Linked DNA regions of Mus musculus: region 2 is linked to region 1. Evidence: chromatin contacts called from public Hi-C data. All regions are on one chromosome and are shown on one strand. The core of a region is the stretch at or near the end of the contact, and the rest is flanking DNA. Distances in the headings are between cores, read along the strand shown.

Region 1 (5,200 bases), core at 44-2,543:
ATGTCTACACCTGACTGTAGGTTACATAGCCCCCCATGGGGAGTAAGATGGTTTTAAAGCTCAGTCTGGCAGGATCTAGATATGGTAGTCAGTTCTTGACTAGGCCCGCTTGCTGTCCCAAGAGCTAGGGAATGGGCTAGCCTCTGGGTGGAGGCAGCTCCCAGGCAGGCCCTTACATCCTCTGTGCTCTTCCCCTGGCAGGCTTTTTGGCACCACAGGAAACTGTGCTGCCTGCAGCAAGCTGATCCCAGCTTTTGAGATGGTGATGCGGGCCCGAGACAATGTGTATCACCTTGACTGCTTCGCCTGCCAGCTCTGCAATCAGAGGTGAGTGCCAGAGCCTCAGCCAGCCCCACACACTACCCAGACCCGAGCCTGAGGCCTGCTGGCTGAGCCAGGAGCGCTGAGGAGGCGTGCAGACAAGTGTGACTTCATTTATGTATGTAGCTAAGTATGCATGCTTTGCTTATCATACATGTGCATGTGTGTATATCTACATCTTATGGTCAGATGTGTACACTACAGTATTAGTGCACTATGTAGGTGGTAAGTTTCTACATGAATTGAATGATGGGGTATGTGTGTGTGTTTTCACTATGTATATATATTGTACATAGCATAAAGTATTTGCACATTTGAGGGAGGAGTTGTTTGTTCCAGAGTCTCGAGTATCCAAGGCCACCCTTAAACTTGCTATGAAGCCATGGTTGCTGGGACTGTAGGAGTGTGCCACAGGTCCAGTATATATGTGCTTGTGTTTGTATTGTAAATGTTTGTGTGCACACGAATACTAGTACATGAGATAGGTGTTTAGATGTGCATGCAACTATAATTATTCATGCATAAGAGTTTGTGAATACTGTATGTACCTGGTGAGGTGAGAATTGTATGCATGTTTTAAATGTGTGTACTGAGTGTACTGTATCTGTGTGCATGGGGTTTTGTGTCCTGTCTTGTGAGAAGGGGTTCCCAGGCCCATAGGGTAAGAGATATCTTTAGGGAATATCACTCCCCCAACCCCCAACTCTACTCATGAATCTGGCTCTGCCCCCCCCCCCCCCACCTCTTTTGTGGATTTCTGGGCCCTATTCATTATCCCAGTCCTGGGGGAAGACTTGAGGGACTTAAGGCTAGGAATTTACCATCAAAAAGCAGGAACTCTTCTTGGGAGCCCTCAGGTCAGGTAGGAATCCATACAGATATTTTCAGGTTGAGGTCTAGAGGGACCTGCAGGGAACACTAGACTGGCAGAGAGCTCTGGCTAGACGGCCTACCAGCAGGGTTCTGTGAAGTTCCATCGCCACCTGGTGGTTGAACTGAGATCCACTACTGGGACTGAGTCAGTGACCCAGGAGCTTAAAAGTCTTGGCCACCAGGGGACAATGTCTTTAAGGGGAAGCTTGAAAATTCTTCAGTACTTCCAGCAGACTAAGAGACCCAAAAGTGATCTTCCTGGGCTAAAGAATAAATTGTGGACTGTGGTCTCACTCGTAAGAGGCTGTGAGCCTTAAGCTGAGAGGGCAGAGGGATGGAAGCAGCCATGTTCTCCTTCTCCCTACCTCCCCTCATCTCTTGGTCTCCATCCCTCCACTCTCTAGTTCTGGTCCCCTAAGCTCTCCCAAGCTGCACCATCTCTGGGACCGGGGTAAGGCATCTGCCCTCGCCCTGCACCTCCTCACATGACCTGCTGGTGGGAGGCCTGTGGCTTGACCGGCTACCTATCTCACCACGCCAGGGTGCAGGGGTCTGCTGAGAGTAATTGACCAGGCTCGCAGTGCCCTGGCATTTCCTCTACACTCCCTGGGAGGTTCCAGCCAGATCAGCAGCAGCACCGTCAGCCATGCATGCCCCACCTCCTGGGCCAGGCTGGGACCTCCTCTCACTGGAACCTCACCTATAGCCCTCTTTTCTCTTGATTTTTTTTTTCTCTAGATTTTGCGTGGGAGACAAATTCTTCCTGAAGAACAACATGATCTTGTGCCAGGTGGACTATGAGGAGGGGCATCTCAATGGCACCTTTGAATCCCAGGTTCAGTAACGCCCACCATCTGGCCTCCAGGTCCATCTGTCCGTCTGCCCACCTGTCCACCTGCCTGGCAGGCCGGCCAGCCACTCTGCCTGCGCGGGCTGGCCAGCCGCTGTCCTACAAGTTAGAACTTCATCCTCGATGGGAAGGTGGCTGTTCTCCACCACCACTGCCCATCTCTGTGGGACCCCTCCTGGGGCCAGGCTCAGCCTGTACAGTCTGTCTTCTGTATATAAATGGGAACATTTATTTTATGAGAAATGTAATGCGATTTTATTACTGGCGTGGATTAAACTTATGAATGTTTCCGGGGACATGACTGCATTGTTCACATTACCGACACAAAACTGCACCTCCCTACCTTCTGCCTCTGGTGGGCGGGGCATGGAGAAGCGACCTCCAGCCTATGCTCTTGCCACAAAGACGCAAACAAGCATGGCTTTAGGGACCAGAAGAAGGGAATCTTTCAAAGTGCCCCAGCCACACATGAGAAGTGGGGTATGCCTCCCTCCCTGCAAAGCATACATCCTAGCCCTATGCAAAGCCCTGAGAAGAGCGGCGCTGTGACACTCTGTGTACTTTTAGACCAACCCTAAAAGTCACTGGAACCCCTAGCAAAGTAGCAAGATGGGGACCCATGCTCTGGGTCCACAGTAGAACCCCAAATCCCAAGCCCCATATCATGACAGTACCCTCTTAACCCCTTTCCCTTTCACAGTGACAGATAGTGTTTGCTGGGACTGACCTGGATCCTAGTATCTTGCTTATCAATCAAAACATTCTGTTTCCCTTGAGCTTGTCTATGCAGGCTCGAGACAGTCAGTCAGTCACTCAGCAAACCTCAATCTACTCCAAGTCTTAGCCGTATGCCTCTATTGGAGCTAACACCAAGGGAATCAGGCATGGGGTTGAGTCATTGTTGAGACACAGTCTCTGCTCTTGAGAAGTCTGCTGGGGACCTGGAGGTCTGAAGCCTAGGTAGGGGGAGAGAGAAGAAAACCAGGAACACTAACAGGGCGCAGCAGGGGAGGCAGACTGCTTCTGGGGAGAGCTGAAATGAGCCCATTCCCCGCAGCAGACATGGGCCATGATGACTGACTCTCAAGAGTCCGGGACAGAGGAGCCAGCGGACATACTCTCAAACAGACACATGTGTGGACAGGCAGCAGAGACAGGCAGGCGAGCCAGCAGGCAGTCAGCCCAAGCCAGGAGACAGCCAGACCTGTGGCAGACAGTCAGACAGGCATTTCTGTCTGCCTGGCTGAGCTAGGCTCACCCGGGGTAGCAAGGATAATGCCACAGTACTGGGCACGGAGCCTGGAAGGGAGCAGAGTAGGTAAGGAGCATCAGTGAGAAGCCTGGCCAGGGAAGGCCGTGTGGACAGGCGCTCCACCCAGACCCTTTGCTTTCTTCCTCAGGGCCTATTTTCCACCTGGCCACAGCCAGGAGCCCAGTGCTAATGGAGGAGCCTGACTATGGCCTCCAGCTATGGCTGCCCCTCCCATATCTATGCACCAGGCTCACTTCTCCATTCTCAAGTGTGGAGACAAGTCTCTCCGGCGCCTGGAAGAGACTGCTTCTATAAGTCCGGGTTTTGTGGCCAGAGGAAGGAATAGGTAGGACCAAGGATCATGGTGTAGAAATTCTCTGAAGGAGTTATACCCATGTATGTGTGAGAATATATGGAGAAAGGGCCAGTGGACCTGCAGGGGTGTTTGTGTGTGTGTGTGTGTGATGCGCTAGGTTGGGGTACCGGCAGTGTGATTGACAGTAGACTGGGAATGAGATTGAGTGTATGCAGAGACAGGAGGATTGCAGTCTACAGTGAGCAGTTTTTTTCTCTCAACATGAGAAAGCAGATGTCTTTCCTGGATGGTAGCACTGTTGTCAATGCCAGACGCTCTGTGGGCTCTTAAGGCCTAGGATGCCTGCCCCAAAGGCCTGCCTCCTAACTTCAGAGTTTGCTGCAGATAAAGTTGTAACACAAGTTAATTACATGGTTATGGAGAGATAACGGAGGCACTGAAATGCAGTTTCTGGGCAATTACAATTGTTTCCAACAGAGTTACCATATTGCAGCCATGAAATAGCATGTCATTCTGCGGTAATTATGTAATTAACTTGTCTCACTACTCTAGGTTGCACAACAATTAATTCACTCACAATAAGATAGACTCAAAATCAAACAGGCTGCATTTGAAAGCCCCCAGTAGAGGAGCTGGCCTTCTAAGACCCCAAACCTACTCTATCCATCTCAGACCTTATCAGGGGGTTTCCCAGCTCCATATGTCCCAAAACTTGCCAAGCCCAGAGTCACGGATCCAACTTACTGCTCTCTTACCACCCTGCCCAGGAAGTAAGAATGATCCAATTCCTAGGTGAGCCAAGAGACCCAGATCCACACTGAAGTGCTGTGCTGACTGACATGAGCTGGCATCGCCATGCTGGCTGTTGTGAGGGCCTGAGTAGGATGCACCTCACCAGGAAGCTCCCTGTCAGTCCACAGATGCTCTGAAGGCAAACTATACTGGCCTGGCTTCGGCCACGTGAGGCCAGTAGGAGGGGAGGGGCATTGTTCATGGGACAACTGGAGAAGGTTCTCAGTGGCTACTGAAGTCTAGGGATTAAGTCTTTGTAGGGCATTTATGGTCTCTAGGGGTGATTTAGGAAAAGTCTAGCCTCCCCCACTCAAGCCACTAAGTGCAGGGTATAATTTGTCCTAGGCTGGTTCTCCTTGGAGACTGTAGCCCACTGATGATTGAGGGTCAGGGACAGAGGGAGCTGAGCAGAAGCATTGGAGGCTGTATCAGGTCTAGCCTGGGGCATGTAGTCCTTGAACTGTGGACTGAATTTGAACTACACACAAAACCCTTCCATAGACAGCCCCAGGTGTGTAGGGGGCTCCATCTTCAATCCTTGTCTTACTTTGATGTCAGAAATACCATCACAGAGCTCCTGGGCCCCATGCATGGTAGAACCTGTTCCTATCCCCAGTCCTTGATCTGAAGCTGAGTGACAGGGAAGGGCTGAGAAAGAAGCCTGATTCCAATGTTGATGCTGCCTATCGTGGCGTCTCACTTGGGTCTTATCTCCTGGGTCTGATCACAGTGACCTTGTATGCAGGAAGGACTGACAAAACCCACATGGCATGGCAGTCCTGTCTTGGAGGGCTCC
Region 2 (5,205 bases), core at 1,396-3,895, 79 kb before region 1:
GCAGAGCGGGAAGCGCAGGCAATATTTCCTTAAAAGTTCATCGTAGGCAATGGGGTAGTGTGAGGAGCTAAACAAATCCAGGCAATAATGGAAATGTAGCATGAAATTACTTCTGTAAACAACAACCATTCATTATTTGAACATTTTTCATAAGCCAGCAGGCAGGGATTGGGGTGGCGGTGGGAGGGGAGGGGGTTGCTGAGGCCAGGCCCAGGCGCCCACCAGAGTCTTCAGGCTGAGCTTTCAGAGGGGCTTCAGTACCCATCCATCTAAAGAAAATGCCCAGGCTCTGCTCCATCCTGCCCAGCCTGCTGTCAGGGTTCCCTTTCTTCATTACGCAGGATCCGCACAGGCAGAGGGAATGCATGATTTAAGGAGGAAAGAGAGACCCACTACTTAATGTTGATTTGGCGGAGTGTATAACCCCGGAGAGAAATGTAAATAGCAGCTCGCAATAACATGACAGCCCACTAATCATATTTACAAACGATATTAAATCTGTCCACACGCAGGCCTGCCTGCGGATTGGCCCGGCCATAATTGTCATTGTAACCAGCGCCGGCTTATGGGAGGATTTAACTGCAGTGATATAAGGTGAGTCGCGGGCTTATTATGACTTTATTATTACTCGGTTTATGTTTATTAAAACAATTTGTCATGCAGAGCAGGAATGGAGGAATGGGGGGCATTAAATCGTGCCATACTCAACCTGGAGAGATGGCTCCCGGGATGAATGGCAGCAGGCCCAATCCACTACTTGGTCCCCTCTGGAGCTGGGGACCTGTCAGCACAAGCCACCTAGAGCCCTGGCCTGGCATGGGAGGCCACTCCAACCAGAACCTCAGAATACAGCAACTCAGCTCGAAGGCTCTTTTTTTTTTTTTTTTTTTTTTTTTTTTTTTTTTTTGTAATCCTGTCTTTCAAGAAGGTGACTTGGGATGACCACAGAAAGGAGGAAGGCCTGAGTTGCTGTAAGGTGTGTTTATGGCTGGCCATCAGGAAACCACCAGGAGCTCGCCTAGCTGGCCAGGCAAGGAGGCAGGCCTGAGAGGGTTCCACCAAGGGAGCAGATAGAGGCTCAGCACAAAAGGTCTTGGAAGAAGTTTAATAAAAGCCATTTTATTTTCTCTGGGGGTCCTTATTGGTTATTATCAAATTTATTTCATCCCCAATCTTTGTTCTTTAGAAAGGCAGTGGAAAGGGGGTTGGGGCTGGCTAGCCTTAAGAGGAACATGTCCTCCTGTCCAGTAAATAATACTCCCTTTGCCCCAATCCAATTACCCAAGGCAGAGAGGTGGTGGGAGGCGGGAGGCCTAGGCAGTAGCTCCCACCCAACCAAGGCTGAAGCCTCTGGTGCAGACATAAAAGTCACAGGTACATGCTGGGTCTGACAACCCCAGCAAAAAGCATGCATGGTGTGGAATGGAGGGTCAGGGTGCCAACCCTGAGTCCTCAGAACTGGGTCTGTGCCTGCCACAAAAATGTCAGGAAGTTACTCATGTGTCAGTGTCCCAGAGCAGGAAGAGCCAAACACTGACTAACAAAGCCAGTCAGATCCAGATAGTTTCCGCCTGGGTGCAAACTGCTACCTCTCTTCGGGAATTCCATTCACCCTCATATTATCTCCATGTATGCTAAACTTAGAAAAGGATGCCTCTTCTTAGAGGCAGAGCTTGTGATTGACAAGTGCCGCCAAGTCCCGATGATTGCTGCCCTCATTTACTTCCTTGGTCCTTGTGAATCGAACAACCCGTACAACTCTACAGGAGGACCCTACCCCCTGCCAGCAGCCTCGAGGCCTGAAATGCCATTATTTCAGCGATACACTGGCTGAACAAAGTCTCCAAAGCCATTAATGTCCTGAGCAATGAAGTAGGAAGTCTCTAGAGAGGATGGTGGGGGGTGAGAAAGGATGCTCTCCTATCACCAGCCGGTAGAACGCATTTGTCAGGTCTTAGGCCTCGTGGTGGGTGAGCACCGAAACAGACAGTGTGGCTCCCTTCCAGGCCCTAGAGCAGTGCTGATGTGGAGCACGGTGCTGGGTGCTCACAACAAGAGGTAGCTGAGGGCATGGTATCAGCTTTCAGCTTCTGCTGTCCATTGTCAGGGACCTGGCTCCAACTGGCTGCCTTGGGTGTATACCATGTCTCTGGGAAGGTCCATACATCCCACATTCCTGTCAAACCTAAGGGCCAGTGTGGGGACACTAAAACTGACTATTAGTCGTAGAAGTGACCTTCCGGGTACCCTTTTGGAAGAGGGGCTTCTGTCCTCTGCTCACATGACTTCTGTGGGCAATCCTCACTCTCTGCTGTTGGAAACCTTTCCTAGATGGGATATCTAGAGATGGGTCTCAGAGAACAAGGCTTGTCTTGTGTATTCCAACCTGCTTTCCAGGGGCGCAACTCCCCCATGGAAGACTTCTGGGTCCCTCCCATTAACTCTCTTTAACATGCGGGTCCCTTCCAATGGCTAGTACCCAGGTTTTCCCTCCCTTGTGAATGCAGCCCCAATGGGAATGTCATTGGCTCCCCACTCCCAGACCTGGCTCTAGACAGCAGAGGACACAGTGGCTATTTGTGGGTCTAGCTCTCCAAGCCTGTGGATGCCTATAGGCCTCGGGTCCCTTTGTCTCACTTAAGAAAGGCGTCACCAAGCAGTGACTCACAGGAGAAACAATAAGCCTTTATTGCGGCTGCCCTTCTCCTCAACCATTCAACCTGCTGGCCGGCAGGAGAGCCGTGCTGGCAAATTAAAAGTCTCTAAATTTTCTTTATGTCTCCTTGGATACTTGGGGAGCTTTAATGTAGGACTGGCTAGCCTAGCTCAGTGACATGGCACATTGGGGCTGAGGCCAAAGTCCCAAAACAGGGAGGATCTGGTCTATGTGCAATTGGGTGGGCATGGGCCTAGATGGGGGCTGCTGTTGGTGTTTCTGGGGCCCCCAGGGACTTGGGACACCAAGGTTCTGCGGTACCTGGTTCTGTGGGAGTTTGGAACTCTGCTAACAGTCTCTATACCTAGGTGTTAGGCATGTGTTCTTTCTGACACCAGCCCTGCAGAGTCCCAAGGTGGACACAACCCTAGAAGAGGATGGTGGGAAAATAAGGTGAAGCTCACCTGCTCACAGTTCCCCCAAGAGCCTCCTTTAGCTTCTGAGCTAGCTCTCTCTCTCTCTCTCTCTCTCTCTCTCTCTCTCTCTCTCTCTCTCTCTCTCTCTCTGCAGGCTGGGAGGCAGTTCATGGACAAAGTAGTGAGACTGGACTTGTTCAGTTAACATTTGTGCTATCAACATCATTTAGCAGCACCTCTCTGCTCCAGGAAATGTCTCATCCACTGAGCCTTCCAGTGCTGGACCAGGTCATATTCCAGCAAGAGCTAATCACTGGCCACCAGGGGGAGCCCTGCCAGGCTATCAGATGCTACCTCATGGTCACTCCACAAGCAAAAGCTGCAGGCTTTGTAGACTGGAGATGCCATTTAGGAGGTAACTAGGCAGTGGAGAGGAGCACTTTGGAGCCTCTGGGGGGTTGGAGGCCTTGTAGACTGTGAGCTGCTGGTGGTTGCAGGGGTGGACGTAGATGTAATACACCATCAGGTTACATGGCCTGAGCATGCCACAGTATAGAAACCATGCCTGACTCGCCCCTGTGTTCTCCTTCGCTCCTCCTAAAGGTCTGACCTTAGAAACAGACAATGTAGTAAGCATCTGTCCCCAGAGCATGGTCAAGGGACCCCCATGGCTCTGAAAGACAGAACCAAACAACCTTCCTACTATACCCCAGTTATAATAACCCTTTGGATACCTCACTCCCAGCTGTACTTCCCCAGGAGATTGGGGTGGACTCTATCACACTTGGAAATGATCCCAGGACTGGAGTGCTGAGAACAAGGCCAGGTCTTGGTCACTGAGAGGTTCTAGGGTATAAAGTTTGTTATGGGTGCTGTCCTTGGCCGGTCAGAGTGGATTGGAGGGGCATGTGTTTAGAAATGAAGATCCAAGGATGGACCCTGGCCTGGAGTCTAGGTCAGAGACACCAGGAAGTGGAAGTGGACCCTGCTCACTGTGATACCTTGTCTAGAGCTGCTATCTGTCTGGACTTGCAGGCTCCTCCTGGGGGTGGGGTGGAGGGGAGAGCCCCTTCCCTTCACCACTCTATCTGATTGTCTGCTAGGTTAGGTTTTGGCAATTTCTTGCTTCGTTTCTTTAATCCCTGATTCTTTTGAAGCGCAGAAAGCAGAGGGAAAGCAGAGAGCCCGAGGTGGGAGGTTAGGAGTAGAGGTGAGGCAGAGATTTAAAAAGACGGAAGAAAGTCGTCTGGTCTGAAGCGCCCAGGCTTGATAAACTGTGGGGACAGCAAGAGCTCTAGGGATGCAGATGGGAGCTATGAAGCCCAAAGCCAGGGCATCATCCCCTCCTCCATCTCTCAAGGATGTCTGACATCAGTGTGAACGGACCGCATACCTGTGAGGCCAAGCAGCAGACATTTTTATGAATGAAGAACTAAGTTGGGGGTCGGGAGGAGGGGGTGAATCAGAGCAGAAGTCGGGCTCATGGAAAGAAGGTATTCAGGACTCCCTCAGGTCAGCCAGCTTCCAGATGCAAGCTGAGGCAGGAAAGAAGAACATGCCAGAGCTAGACAACGTTGAAGCAAGTATGGAAGGGGAAAGACCTCAAAATGGTACCTTCCCCCTGGCATCTTGGGACCAGGGAAGAGAAGAATCGGGTGACAGGCACTGCAGGCCAGTGGCCCTTCCTGGCATATGGCCTTCCTTCTTTCTTGTAGAGGATGAGGTGGTCTGGGAGGGATGGTGGCACTCGGGCCAGTGCTGGGAAATGGAGCTCATGTGAAGCCCGACTTCTTAGAGGAACTTTCTATAGAGATGCTCAAATCATAGCAGTAATTAGGCCACTTATTCTGCAAAAGTCCAAATTAAATGGAAAATTTGGTGCTAATGAAAATGTTCCATTTTCTCGTTTTATTAAATCTCACTCTGTGCCTTCCAAGAGTTTGGGAATAGCCAGCCCCTGATGGCTTTCTCACAGTCAGTTCATATCCTCTGATTGGAGAGTTGCTGAGACAGAACACACGCTCAGGGCCTTCAGTTACTGGCTCAATTGAAAAATGTCCTTCATAAGGCAGCTGCATTAACCCACCCCAGCCACCCACTGTTCCCCCCATCTCATCTCTACCAGCCTCTCTA

What was found. Hi-C and Micro-C count contacts between places; a contact is called where the count stands out from the background.
Region 2: a Hi-C map of stem cell-derived neural stem cells shows a contact between it and region 1, with 2.0 times the contacts expected there. The contact joins two enhancer-like sites. A contact is called at or near these places in 3 of 15 datasets of contacts at CTCF or cohesin (the G1E-ER4 cell line, embryonic stem cells and liver), 127 of 484 Hi-C or Micro-C datasets (the 63-12 cell line, the AtT-20 cell line, B cells and 74 more), 11 of 115 datasets of contacts at active chromatin or transcription factors (astrocytes, bone marrow-derived dendritic cells, bone marrow-derived macrophages and 5 more) and 3 of 9 other capture datasets (embryonic stem cells, embryonic tail and embryonic trunk).

The regions. Positions count from the first base shown.
Region 1 is chr7:109,135,709-109,140,908 of GRCm38.p6, reverse strand. Lmo1 (LIM domain only 1) reads left to right here. Exons shown (of 4, transcript NM_001302205.1): 3 at 202-327; 4 at 1,933-2,344. The coding sequence ends at 2,038. Among named protein-coding and RNA genes, the nearest start is that of Gm44781, 4.5 kb to the left of the region's middle. Within about 2 kb of position 1,293, at least 4 of the 459 cell types and tissues checked have an H3K27ac peak or open chromatin away from gene starts, as enhancers often do. A contact at or near this core is called in the N1E-115 cell line and stem cell-derived neural stem cells, where this site is marked.
Region 2 is chr7:109,216,536-109,221,740 of GRCm38.p6, reverse strand. No RefSeq gene overlaps it. Among named protein-coding and RNA genes, the nearest start is that of Gm32563, 34 kb to the left of the region's middle. Within about 2 kb of position 2,645, at least 21 of the 459 cell types and tissues checked have an H3K27ac peak or open chromatin away from gene starts, as enhancers often do. A contact at or near this core is called in the N1E-115 cell line and stem cell-derived neural stem cells, where this site is marked.